Linked DNA regions of Arachis hypogaea: region 1 is linked to region 2. Evidence: chromatin contacts called from public Hi-C data. All regions are on one chromosome and are shown on one strand. Each heading gives the region's core, a stretch centred on a gene start, on an enhancer-like site or on the middle of the called end of the contact. The rest is flanking DNA. Distances are from core to core; before and after follow the strand shown.

What was found. A called contact is a pair of places that touch in the nucleus more often than the background predicts.
Region 1: a contact with region 2 is called in a Hi-C map of leaf, with 3 times the contacts expected there. The contact joins two enhancer-like sites. A contact is called at or near these places in 4 of 8 Hi-C or Micro-C datasets (leaf and an unstated tissue).

What each region holds. Positions count from the first base shown.
Region 1 is chr14:116,723,542-116,730,414 of arahy.Tifrunner.gnm2.J5K5, reverse strand. LOC112743789 (TOM1-like protein 6) reads right to left here. Exons shown (of 10, transcript XM_072214672.1): 10 at 6,203-6,873. The coding sequence ends at 6,520. It overlaps LOC112743788 (regulatory-associated protein of TOR 1), which reads left to right. Exons shown (of 24, transcript XR_011871167.1): 13 at 235-591; 14 at 692-875; 15 at 1,045-1,617; 16 at 1,773-2,102; 17 at 2,210-2,324; 18 at 2,759-2,883; 19 at 2,967-3,112; 20 at 3,207-3,308; 21 at 3,706-3,776; 22 at 4,097-4,182; 23 at 4,348-4,432; 24 at 4,563-5,480. Among protein-coding and RNA genes, the nearest start is that of LOC112743789, 8.1 kb to the right of the region's middle. Within about 2 kb of position 5,599, at least 3 of the 3 cell types and tissues checked have open chromatin away from gene starts, as enhancers often do.
Region 2 is chr14:116,651,417-116,658,195 of arahy.Tifrunner.gnm2.J5K5, reverse strand. No RefSeq gene overlaps it. Among protein-coding and RNA genes, the nearest start is that of LOC112746136, 13 kb to the right of the region's middle. Within about 2 kb of position 2,690, at least 2 of the 3 cell types and tissues checked have open chromatin away from gene starts, as enhancers often do.

The DNA.
Region 1 (6,873 bases), core at 4,350-6,849, 69 kb before region 2:
GTACTGTAGTTATTGTGGTATATAAACAATGTTATTTTTATGTACTTATTGCCTTAGATATGGCTCTAGACAAAAGTAGAAGATAATGAAAAGAGCAAACAGAGATATGGGAACTATATAGCCTATATTATTTAGTTGTATTATTATTCAATACCCTATCGAAAGATCCCTATGTAGGAGAAACCTATTATTCCTATAATTCTCTTTGGGTAATGATCTATTGTGGGGTTGCAGTCATGCCAGGTTGATTTAGTAAAGGATGGAGGTCATAACTATTTTATTAAGTTTCTTGATAGCATTGAAGCATATCCAGAGCAACGTGCGATGGCTGCTTTTATTTTGGCTGTTATTGTGGATGGTCATCGACGAGGTCAAGAAGCTTGTATTGAAGCTGGCTTGATCCATGTCTGCTTAGAGCATCTTCAGAGTTCTTCATCTCCTAATGATTCACAAACTGAACCCCTTCTCCTTCAGTGGCTTTGCCTGTGTTTGGGGAAACTGTGGGAAGACTTTACGGAGGCACAGGCGATGGGTTTGCTGCATGGTGCTACTATTGTATTTGCTCCTCTACTGTCTGAACCCCAGCCAGAGGTCTACTACCGTCTGTTAGCTCTGTTTCTATTTATGGGATGACTATATCTTTGTATATTTTAATTAAATAACCAAGTCATGGTTTTCTCTTGTTCCTCAGGTTAGGGCATCTGCTGTTTTTGCGCTTGGCACCCTTCTCAATGTCGGATTTGATTCATGTGCGGGTGTAGGAGATGGAGAATGTGATGATGATGACAAATTTAGGGCTGAAGTTAGTATAGTGAAGAGTATGTTGAGTGTTGCATCAGATGGGAGTCCATTGGTGAGGGCAGAGGTAGCTGCGGGTAGGTGAATAAACATCTGAATTCACGTTGATATTTCAAACAAAATCCTGGAATTTCATCTCCCCCCACCCCAAACACACACACAAAAAGGGGAAAAAAAAAAAGAAATCAATATATATAGTTGGGTCAGTCAAGATATCTAACTTTTTTTTTCTCTCTCAACTGTCAGCATTAGCTCGCTTCGCATTTGGCCATAACAAGCACCTGAAATCTATTGCTGCTGCATACTGGAAACCACAGACTAATTCTTTCCTGAATTCGATACCTTCATTGGCCAACATAAAAGATTCAATTGGTGGATATCCTACCCAGAACCAACATATGCCTCGTGGAAGTATTGTTTCATCTCAAATTGGTCCTTTGAGGGTTGGAAATGATAATTCTTCAGTGGTTCGAGATCGGTGTGGCTCTTCTAGCCGTCCTCTCGCTGGTTCTGGAATAATGCATGGGTCCCCATTGTCTGATGATTCATCTCATCATTCCGATTCAGGAATACTGAATGATGGTTTTAGCAATGGAGTTGTTAACCATGGTGGCCAAAAACCCTTGGACAATGCATTGTATTCACAATGTGTTCATGCTATGTGTACCTTAGCAAAAGATCCATCTCCGCGGATTGCAAACCTTGGTCGACGGGTACTTTCCATAATAGGTATTGAACAAGTGGTAGCAAAGCCATTTAAGTCTACTGGTGAAGCTACAGGATTGGCTCGTTCCTCTTCTTGGTTTGATATGAATGGAGGTAATCTTCCTTTCTGTTTAATTTGATTATTAATGTTAATCATGTAGGTTAATTGTAAAAGCATTTCAGTAATGTTCACCAATTTGAATTTTGTGATAATTCCCACTAAAGTATGTTTCGACTTGTTTGTTTATTATTGAATGCATCTTTGGCAGGTCGCTCACCTCTAACCTCCAGAACTCCTCCAGTTAGCCCACCTCGTCTAAATTACTTATCAGGAATCCGTAGAGTATTTTCATTGGAATTTAGGCCCCATCTGATGAATTCTCCAGACTCAGGTTTAGCTGATCCTCTTTTAGGTTCTGGTGGGGCTACTGGTACATCGGATCACAGCCTTCTGCCACAGTCAATTATATATAATTGGAGTTGTGGGCACTTCTCCAAACCGCTGTTAATGGCTGGGGATGACAGTGAAGCCATAATAGCTGGGAGAGAAAAGAAAGAAAAATTTGCATTGGTGCACATCACAAAATGCCAGCACTCTGGTTTGTTCTCTTTCTTCCGATTATTTATTTATGTTATTATGATTTTCTTTTGGTACAGGTTCTTCATATATTCTGGTTAAGAACTTTGTGACATTTTATGTTTTCAGCTGTTAGCAGGCTAACAAATCCAATAGCTAAATGGGACACAAGAGGCACACAAATGGTGTTGATGCAACCTTTTTCTCCTGTTGTGATAGCTGCTGATGGGAATGAACGAATTAGGTATGTGGAGTGTATTAGTACCGTTATTAGTTAAGTGGAGAGTAATAAGGGTATTTAGAAGCTGGGGATGACTTTAGATGAGCAAGATGGATGTTTCTGCATAGGAAATGTTGGGAGTTACGTTGATTGATTTACAGGACTAAGGATTGTAGCAGTAGGATGTTGGTAAGAGTAAATATTTCCCGATATCTGTTTAGCTATATGGCGGGTGGACCTCATAAAGACCAACTGACGTTTATAAATAGAGACTTGGGCAACTAAACAACAAAAAGTGTTAACATTATTTTACAGGCATTAAGAGTGTTTTAGTTTGTTTGTCAGCACTCAGGACAGAATATTTATGTGGTTTTCATGATTTTATTGTTAGTCATCATATTATGAAAATTTGAATTTTATTTTTGACTTTCTTTTTTTGTTTTTGGTTTATTTCACAGAATATGGAACCATGAAGAGGCAACACTACTAAACAGTTTTGACAACCATGACTTTCCAGACAAGGGAATCTCTAAGCTCTGCCTAATGAATGAGCTGGATGATAGCTTACTTCTTGCTGCTTCATGTAATTTTCTCTACAGTTTGCCATGATACCTTCTTTCTCAAATTATTGGCAGAATATTAAATTTTAGGTAAATCTCATGACAGCTGATGGAAACATTCGGATCTGGAAGGATTATACTCTGAAAGGCAAACAGAAACTTGTAACTGCATTCTCTTCAATTCATGGTCATAAACCTGGTGTCAGGAGTGTCAATGCAGTTGTTGATTGGCAACAACAGAGTGGTTATCTGGTATATTCTTTGATCATCACTGTCCTGAAATAATACTTCCAAGTTCTTTTATCTTGTGATGTCAGTTCTATCCATTGATGTACATTTTTACCAGTATGCATCGGGTGAGATATCATCAATTATGGCCTGGGATCTTGATAAAGAACAGCTTGTTAATCCTATACCTTCATCATCGGATCGCAGTATCTCAGCATTGGTAAGCCTCATTCAGTGCATAGTTTAGTTTGCCTTGGTAACTATTTAGTTGTCAAGTTAGTTTTGGCATGCCAACTAAGCCCATGGATTGTCCTATTAAAGAATTACCAAGTGTTATTCTGGGGTAAAACTTCCTATTATGTTGGGAATGGTAATCATATGTTTTTAACTCTGCTCATTATTTTTTATTTTTTTCCTGGTAACAACGATCCAATATATGTACCGCTGTTATTCCAAAAAATATTAAGCTTTTTTTTTTTTTTTTTAACTAGGTCTTATTCAAATTACCTTTATGCAGTTGACCTCATCTTTACTGTCTCTATAGTTGAATTCTCCCAATCTCTGATGTCATACTTTTGCTTTTGCATGCATGGCGAACTGGCTATTATGGATGACAGTTACGAACTGATTGTCTCAGGGTGATCATTTTTTCATTAAACATTTCTGACTTTTGGGAGTGGATTTGATGGTATGTTTAATGATGTTGGTCTATGAAAAACTAATAACCTTGGAATTTTTGTTGTATGCTCTCACATAGTTTATTAATTATTATATATTTTTCATTCTCTAGCTGTTTATGGTTTTAGAGGTGGCTTAGAAAGATCCGAGTTGAATGCTTATATATGAATTGCTCAGTTGGCTCTGCGTCTGGTTCTTTGGACTTTTTGATGGGGTTTTCCTTCCCGATTGTGTTTGTTTTATCCAATTCTATTGATAGAGATGATGTAGATATGAGCTCCTTAAAAATGATTTTCTCCCCTGATATATGTATTATTACTTATATTTCAGGCTGCATCTCAAGTTCATGGGGGACAGTTGGCGGCTGGTTTTGTAGATGGTTCTGTTAGACTTTATGACATCAGGACACCTGAAATGTATGCATCTCCGATGAATTTCTTCCAAGTTTTGATCTGCTTAGTTGATGAAATTGAATTGAGCAACATTGTCATTTATCAGCTATATAATCACTGCAATCTTGCATAAATCTGACTATGGTTACTGTTTTTCTAACTATGGCTACTGACAATGTTGCTTCTTAGGCTTATCTGTGGATTACGGCCACATACACAGAGAGTAGAAAAGGTGGTGGGGATTGGCTTTCAACCTGGACTAGACCCAGGAAAGGTAAGATGATCTTTACTAATTTTTGCTTTCTTTTTCATATAATGTCCGTCTTGGTAGGAATTCAATAACAATCTATGGATTTGATATGAAAAGGATGATGAAATTATATTGTATTTGTGTTCCTCTTTAGATTGTTAGTGCTTCTCAGGCAGGAGATATTCAATTCCTTGATATAAGAAATCATAATAGCGCCTATCTTACCATTGAAGCTCACCGGGGGTCACTCACAGCTTTAGCTGTACATAGACATGCTCCAATCATTGCCAGTAGCTCAGCCAAGCAACTTATTAAAGTTTTCAGCCTTGAAGGAGATCAACTAGGCACTATTCGATACTATCCTACCCTTATGGCTCAGAAAATTGGGTCTGTCAGCTGCCTTAATTTTCACCCATACCAAGTCTTGCTTGCTGCTGGTGCTGCAGATGCATGTGTGTGTATCTATGCTGATGAGAACACTCAAGCAAGATGAATCTACAGTTGTCCCCCCGCCCCCCCCCCCCCCCCCTTTCTCTTGATTTCATTGGTTGTCTCCAGCTCAGAAGAATGCATGATACATGTCTAAGGAAAGCCATGCTTATTTCTTGCTGTTGGATGATCATGCAATACGTCGGCCAATGAGACAGTTTGGTGGTTGGGTAATTAAATCCTGTTACTACGCTTCATTGCCGCTGTGAATAAATCTGAAACATACTGGTAAGGTGAATTTCTGCTGAATTGCTGGTAGTGTATGCAACTCATTCATTAGCCTCCATGTTAGAAGGGCTGCACCTGACTGGGAGTAATCATGCGTATTTATTGGAGGCTTTGTCAAATAATATGATCTTCGTAAATGTGTGTAAATAATTTTGTTTATTATTATTTTCCATTCCAATGTTGTGTTATATCCCAATCCGCCTTTAATTTGTAAATTTGTTGGCAGAATATGTAATTTAGTTTGCTGACAGATGTGGGTGGTTTGACTGCTGAGAACTGAGGCATATTCACTCAAATATAATCTTTGAATTGGGGGAAACCTTGCCATGGTATAATTTCATTCAAGTTTGAGCCAGTGTGCTGTTTTAGTACGAGACTAAAATTTCAGAATTTTTAGCTTCCATGTTGGCATCCTCTAGTACCCAAAATCTCACTGTTTACACTGCGTAGAGAATCGACAGTCTAATCTAATTTTCATCTAGTAACATTACGGTATGACTATAAGTAATCTAATAGCGTGTCATTACACAATAGATAATAGATTTTTGTTTATTGTTTTGTAACCAAATCAGCTTACCAACCAACGAGTCAAATGTGTCAAATTTCAATTCAGTTTAAGCTTTTAAAGATCAACTTACTGAGGTGTTAATGATCGAGTTTGAATTGATACAATAGTAGAGTTAGCCTTCGCTTGGTTGCTGTTGTTAATTGGTTCATGGTGACCTACCATTGACCGTTGTGGTGGCTTTAGTTGTGTACATCGGCCAGTTATTGGAGCTACCTGGGTCCGTGTCAGCCGACAGACGATACGTGACATGGAATTGCACAATGGCAAGTCGCAACTTGTCAGGGGAAGCCTCTGCCTCTGCCTCTAAAGAAGTAACCTTAGCTGAAGTGGTGAGCTTCATGCACTCGCGCAGTGTATCAGAACGGCACCGTTGAATGATTTGTTGCTTATTCAAAATGTTGCGTAGCAATTCTAACGGAAGTTAGAAAAATAAACACGTACAACAGTTAGCTGTGTATAGAAAGAATGTTATACGCACGTAATTAGTATCTGTTCAAAACACCCAAAAAGAATTCAACACTCTTGAGATTGAAATTAAGGTGAATACTCTCAATATGCACAAATGTTAAAAATTTCCGTGCCAATTATAGTGGTCAAAGATCAATAAATCTTAAAAATGAAACCACTACCAGAAAGAAATCTTTTATCAAAGAATGCTCCGGAGTCTATCGTCTGAGGGAACACTCAAAACTAATGACTTTATGATCTACTCATAAGTAGGAAACTGCAGCTGAATCGATCTAAATAACTTACATAACCTTAAAATAAATAGAAAAAAAAGGTATAAACCATATCAACATTGCATGCTTTTTACAATAATAGAACTTCACTTGCGCCCTCCAACCATGCCAGGTCCCATTGTACCTGACATGCCGGATGACGTTCCACTACCAGTCATCTTCACCCTTCCATCTGTGTTTCCAAAAACATTCAAATCTTCAAATAATCTGTAAGATGGAATAAAGGGCCGTTGTCCGCTGCCTGTACTGCCTGGGCTCCTTTGGCCAAAATTTGCCCCCACAGCAGATCCAGCACCATTGGAAGGAAATGTAAAAGGCCCTGTTGTGTTGGCTTGAGGATTGGAGAACGAATTGGTAGGAGATAAATGGTTTTGATAGTTGGGATAACCCGGTGTTGAGGCCCATGGTGGTGGAGGGTAACTTCCCGGGTACTGAATGTG
Region 2 (6,779 bases), core at 1,441-3,940:
TTTACCAAATTGCCACTTTTGCAAATGAAAAAGTATAGGAAACAATATCTTTTTTAACAACATAAATAATAAATTAAAAAAAGTTAATCTTAATTTTAAAATTTAAATTAATTAAATTTATTCATATGTTAATAAACTTAAGATATAATCTATTATTCACATTCTTCATCATTTTTGTTGTTTATCTAGTAAAATTGTTTTCAAATATATTACCTAATTGCCATTCTTTTACTATGGTGGCGATTTTTTTTTACGTGGTTGACTTGAAGGAGCCGAATTGACTCGTAAACTCAACCAAAAAACGCTGAAACCAAAGGGCTAGCAAAGTGGAAAACACTGACCTGGATGGTGCCTCCCAGAAAGAAGATGCTGACGTGGAAGGAAGCGTGGATAGGTTTATTTGACACCACATGTGAAGGAGGCATCGGCTGGAAGTGAGCAGAGTTGAGCCGAGCTAGACCAAGCTCAAACTCGGCTCATAAAAATTGAGCTTGTCTCACGGCTCGACTCATTAACAATCGAGCTTATTTCTTAAGCTCAAGCTCGACTTAACAAAAACTCACGAGCTGGCTCGAACTCACGAATTGGCTCAAATAAGAGAAACATAAATACATAATCTATAATTCTATATCAATAAATTATAACTTATATATTTTAAAAAATATTTGAAAAGATCAATTTTATATATTGTTTATCTATCAATAAATTATAAATTTTTTATTTATGTTCTATATTAAAATTAGATGTAAAAAATAAATATAAATATTAAATAATTAAGATTGTTATATATATATATATATACCGATAGCCAGCTTTTCTCTTTTTGTTGTTGTTTTATTTTAAAAAAATGGATAATCGAAATGCGGCAAAAGGAAAGAAAATCCATGGACCGACCCCATCGTCTCCACCCCGTAGGAACTACGAGATCACCCCAAGGATATATATATATATATATATATATATATATATATATATATATATATATATATATATAATCGAGCCAGCTCACGAGCTAATGAGCTGAACTTATCCAAACTTAAGCTTGGCTCATTTAATTTATGAGCTCAACTCCAGGCTCAAGTTTGGCTCACCAGCTCACGAGCTTAGCTTATCAAGCTGTTAACGAGTCGAGCTCGAGCGGGCTCATGAGCTGACTTGATTCACTTCCACCCCTAGAGGCATGGACCAATTTGGCACCTCCATGTTAGAAGCGTTGGGCGCTTTAGCAACCCCATCCCCGCGCTATCATTTTTTTCTCTCTCCATCATTTTACTTCAAATTTATATTCTCTCTCTAGATTTTTTCTCTCAACTATCTCTTTAATCACATTCTGGTTAGTTATTCTATTTTGTATGCACTATTTTATTTTCAGTTATAATTGTTTGCAGTAGTATAAGACCTATTTATTAGGGTGAGTATGTGTATGTTAGGAGAAATTTATTTGACATATGGTCATATTATTTTGTCTTATTTGTCCTCATAATACCTATTTTGTGGTTGATATTATTTAGGACATTATTGATAGGTCCACTTATTATGTTAGTTCATTATAATGGTCAGCTAATAGATGATGAGAGCATAGAGAACAATGATCTATACGACGGTTCAAAGTTAAAGGCCATTAAGAGTTCATTTACCTTAGATATTCTTAAGAATTGGGGAGAATGTTACGGAGGCTCCCAACACTGTAAACACTCATTCATCTCAAATTTTAGCTGAGAGAATTTCTGAATGCAGAAATGGGGAGGAAGACATGGAGGTTGCACCCCAGGAAGTCCAAGTTGTGACAATTGCTCCACAACATTTCTTTGTGCCATCCAACTCTTAATTTTTTTTATATTAATTGGGATGTCATGAGTCATGACTTTTCAGAAATGAGAAGAGAAGTACAATAAACTCCAAAGACAGAGTTAAAAGTGGAGTTAAAGTGACAAAAAAAGAAGCAGGTAAAACAGGCTTTTCGAGACTATTCAATTAAGAGACATCAACCTTTTAGGATGGAGGATACTTACTCAAAGAGACTGATTGTAAAGTGTCCAAAGTTTTGTAATAGTTGCAATTGGAGGGTACGAGATATATGTAGTAAGGGGTCAGGATCTTGGGAGATTAAGTTGTACAACAGACCTCACACATATGTTAATGCTACAATTTCATAGTATCATGATAAATTAAGCTCTACATTGATTTGTTGTACTGTTTTAGAAATGGTTAGAGTTAAACCTGAGGTTCCTATGAAGTTGATTATTGAGAGAATTCAGGATGAGTAAGGATATAATGTTTCTAAAGCTTACAAGGTAAAATGAAATGGCGATTGTGAAGGTTAGTTTTTGGTGATTGGGACCAGTCATACAACTTGCTTTCTACCTAGATAGATAGAGGCGATGAAAATATGCATGCCAGGCACAATTGTGTTACTTTTTTTTTATTTGTCAAGTGGATTGGACAGCCCCAATCTTAGGCATTACACTCATACATTACACACTCACACAATCCACTCACACACACTACATGGGGGTACACACAAATGGTTCAATATTCCTCCAAGAGGATTTGAACCCGGTGCAGCTCTATGGGAGGCAAACAAGATTGCCATCTGACCCAGGTATTGATGATTTTGATCCTTTAAGGCAGGTGTTAAAAGAATGTTTTGGGCTTTCAAGCCATGTATTGATGGGTTTAGGTTTTGTAAGCCCATTATACAAATGGATGACACTCATTTATATAGTAAGTATGACCATATGATATTAATTGCAACTACTCAATATGGGATATGAATCTTTTGCTACTAGCATTTTTGTCCTTGTGGATGGTGAGACTAAAGTTTCATGGTCATTGTTCTCTTAGCTTTTTTCTGATATCTAATCGACGTAAGACTGTAAGAGCATCAAAATAGGATGTCTAATATGGGCTCAAAGAAGATTATCCTTGAGGTGGATTCAAAATTTGTGGTGGACATGCTTAAAAGGACAACAAACTTGAAGGAGCAACCTGAAGCTATTGTGAGGAAAATAGCAGAATTGCTCAACAGGAGATAGCAAGCTAGGATGACTCATACATTCAAGGAAAGTAATAAAGAGGTTGACTGCATATCAAATGAAAATTTAAAAGCTAAACCATATTATCATTTTATTGATTAATTATTTAGTCCTAAATTTATAATTATATTTGCTTATGACTATAAAAGGAATGTCTTATTCTGATTAATTTTTGTTCTGTAATTTTATTCATTGAATCTTTAGTCTTGTTTAAATATAAAAAAATGTTGAATAAGTTAACATTAATTAATGAGAAAGTCTAGGCCAGGACTTTCATTAAAATTTTGTTATTATTTAACCAGCAAAAAGAAAAAAATAATTTCACACTATTAAATGTAATCTCACACCATTAAAATTACTAATAATAATTAATTAATTATTATAAATTACAAAAGCTGATGAGTTCCTAAGAGGATCTCCAATGAAAAAGTCCAATTACTATTTAGTCAGAAAAAAAAGGAATTGGACCATTGGAGAGAATTAACGTGAGTTCCTTCACGTTTTTCAAGAAGAGAGAGAGAAGAGGGAGTCCCTTTGAATGAGAACTTCCATTAACCAATATATGTTTGTCAAGTGGCAAGTATAATAAAAAATAAATAATTATATAAAATATTAATTAATTAAATAATTATATTATATAATTAAATAATAATTAATTTAATAATAATTATAATACTAATTAAATTAAATATTAATATTTTTATTTAATTAATAATTTATATTAATTAATTAACTAATAATTAATTAAGTAATTAAGTTATAATTAATTTATTAATAATTATAATAATTAAATAAATTAAATAATTAAAATTTTTATTTAATTAATAATTTATATTAATCATTTATATCATAATTAATATTAAATATTATTTATATTTATATTTATATTATTATAGTGAATTATTATAATTAATATTTTTTAATAGTAAATTATTTTTAAATTTAAATATTTAAATTACATTATTAAAAAAATTAATTATATTAATTATAAGTATTTTAATTAATTAATTAAGTGGGACCACAATAGGGACTAAAGTTAGTTCCTCCTAATGGAGAAGAGAGAGATGCTTTGAGTTTCTATTTACTGTTTATGACGCAAAAGTTGATGTAGAGTTACTTTTTATGATAGGTGGGCTATAAACAGAAACTGGGATGAGTTTCCCACTGGAGATGGTCTAATACTTCTCTTAACTAATCTTATATGACATCAAGAGCACGTCTAAAACCTAGTCCTAGGCCATAAGCAAGAGTTAATTTGGCTTAGACAGTTTGACTAGTAATACCGATTAAATCAATAATATAATAATCCAATGCGGTAATGAAATCGAGTGTTGATTTAATTTGTTGAGTTGATTTTGATTAGAAAATATATTTTATTCCATTCGTATTTATATAATAAAGAAGAAGAGATGAGTATTGCAAAATGAATATTCAAAACATAACATGTTTTCACATTTTTTTTTTCATTCGTCCACATTGTGGAAAGAGTTTGAATGCCCTACCTAGGTTTTAAGTTTCTGTCAACTCTTGACTACTTCAACTTATGAAAAATCTATTGCAGTAACCTCGTCTACATACTCCCTTTCTTTCGGAGCATAACACGAATGACCTGTTTATTAGCATAGGTTGCAACTATCATTTTAATCGTTATTTTAGCATGACATTGTAGTGTATTTTTTATTTTAGCTGAAATTTGTTTCAGTTATTTCATTAAAATGTTTGCAAACTTTTTAATAATCAAATAAGAATTAAGGAGAAACGAAACACGATATCACATATAAACGATATAAACAAGATGATTTTTCCTAATAGGCGCTTTTTAAAAATTGATATGCGTTATAGAAATAAATAAATATTTATTTATATGCTTCTTTTATGATGTAGTATCAAAATTTTTATAATTAAAAGATCTAATAGAATTCGATTTTTATTAGACCAAAAAATAGCATAAAATAAATTAAAAAATAAAAAATAAAAAAACTCAATCAAATTTAAAAAAAAATTTCTTAGTTAAAAAACATGTTAAAAGTATAATTATTCATATATTTTTTTTTCGAAAAAAATGACATCAAGAAAAAATATCGTATCGTTTAAAATGGTAAAGCATTTATTTTAGTGAGACATTTTGTGTGTTAGTGAATATTATATATCATTAAAAATAAATTAAAATTCTTTAAAGTGAATAAATACATTGATCGAATATGGTTGGAGCCATAGTTTAGAAATAAAAAGAAGCCATAACTTGAAGCGATAAAATAAGTAGAGAATAATGATTACTAATTAATCAATCATATAAAATCTAAATATATCCAAAATTTCGATATATATATATATATATATATATATATATATATATATATATATATATATATATATATATTTTTTTTTTTTTTTTCGAAAAAAATGACATAAAGAAAAAATATCGTATCGTTTAAAATGGTAAAGCATTTATTTTAGTGAGACATTTTGTGTGTTAGTGAATATTATATATCATTAAAAATAAATTAAAATTCTTTAAAGTGAATAAATACATTGATCGAATATGGTTGGAGCCATAGTTTAGAAATAAAAAGAAGCCATAACTTGAAGCGATAAAATAAGTAGAGAATAATGATTACTAATTAATCAATCATATAAAATCTAAATATATCCAAAATTTCGATATATATATATATATATATATATATGTGTGTGTGTGTGTGTGTGTGTTTGTATTCTTGTGTGGATAACCTGGACGTGACCTCGGTTAAAGGAGTTGATGTCGAGCTTTTACCTTCAATGCTGAGCTATAAGCTGAAATGATCCGAGCTCTTCGTCCAAAGAGATATCACGTCATGGAGAGTATAAACAAAGGGGGAGTGTACCTGCAAAAGGCACTCCGATACTTAAGTTAGTACTGAGGATTCAGTGTGTCTGTTGAGGATAAAACATCATACCTTTATAGATGAAGTAAGATAAGTCAGTTACGTTCTTGTTGATTATCTGAATTAATGAGCAGTTATTAGGTTTAATAAGTAATAAATACCTGGTCAGACAGTTTTATTCCAGGATGTAGTTCATTGAGTCTGATTGTAACGTATAACGCCGAGTTATAACGTAACTGTCGAGTTATGGTGTAAAACCTAGTTAATTAATGACTAATTAATCCATAAATAAGAATTTATTCTAGAAAGCAAAAAAAGTGATTTTTATGGCTTAATATGATAGAGGAGATTGAAACGAGAATTTCGATACCAATTTTATAGAAATTGGCCCAAGATTGGACCGAACGGGCTAAACCGGGCCAACCGGACTCATATTGGGCCCTTGGCCCAACATAAAAAATCTAAAACCCTAATTTTCAGCGCTCTCTCTCCTCTCTAACACTCATACACGCTGAAAAGGAAAGAAAAAGGGGGAAGAACACTCTTCCAAAGTTCTACCCTTGTTTGATCTTCAAATCACCATAACTTTTGATCCGGAGCTCCGATATTGCGGCCACGCGTTCACCGCGAAGAGCTTTACAAAACCCACTAATTTGTTCTTGATGTAAGTCACGTTTTTTCCTCTGAAATCCCAGCATTGATTTCAAATATTTGGGTGAAAAATATTGAGATTTGTGAGCTCTTGATGTTATAGGACCCAATTAGTTTGGAGGAGAGGCTTAATCTTGTCTCGTTGATTATTGGGTGTGGTAAGATTCTCAATCCTAGTGGAATTTGTGGTTTATGATGTTTGGATATTGAGTTATTGTGTTTGGATGTG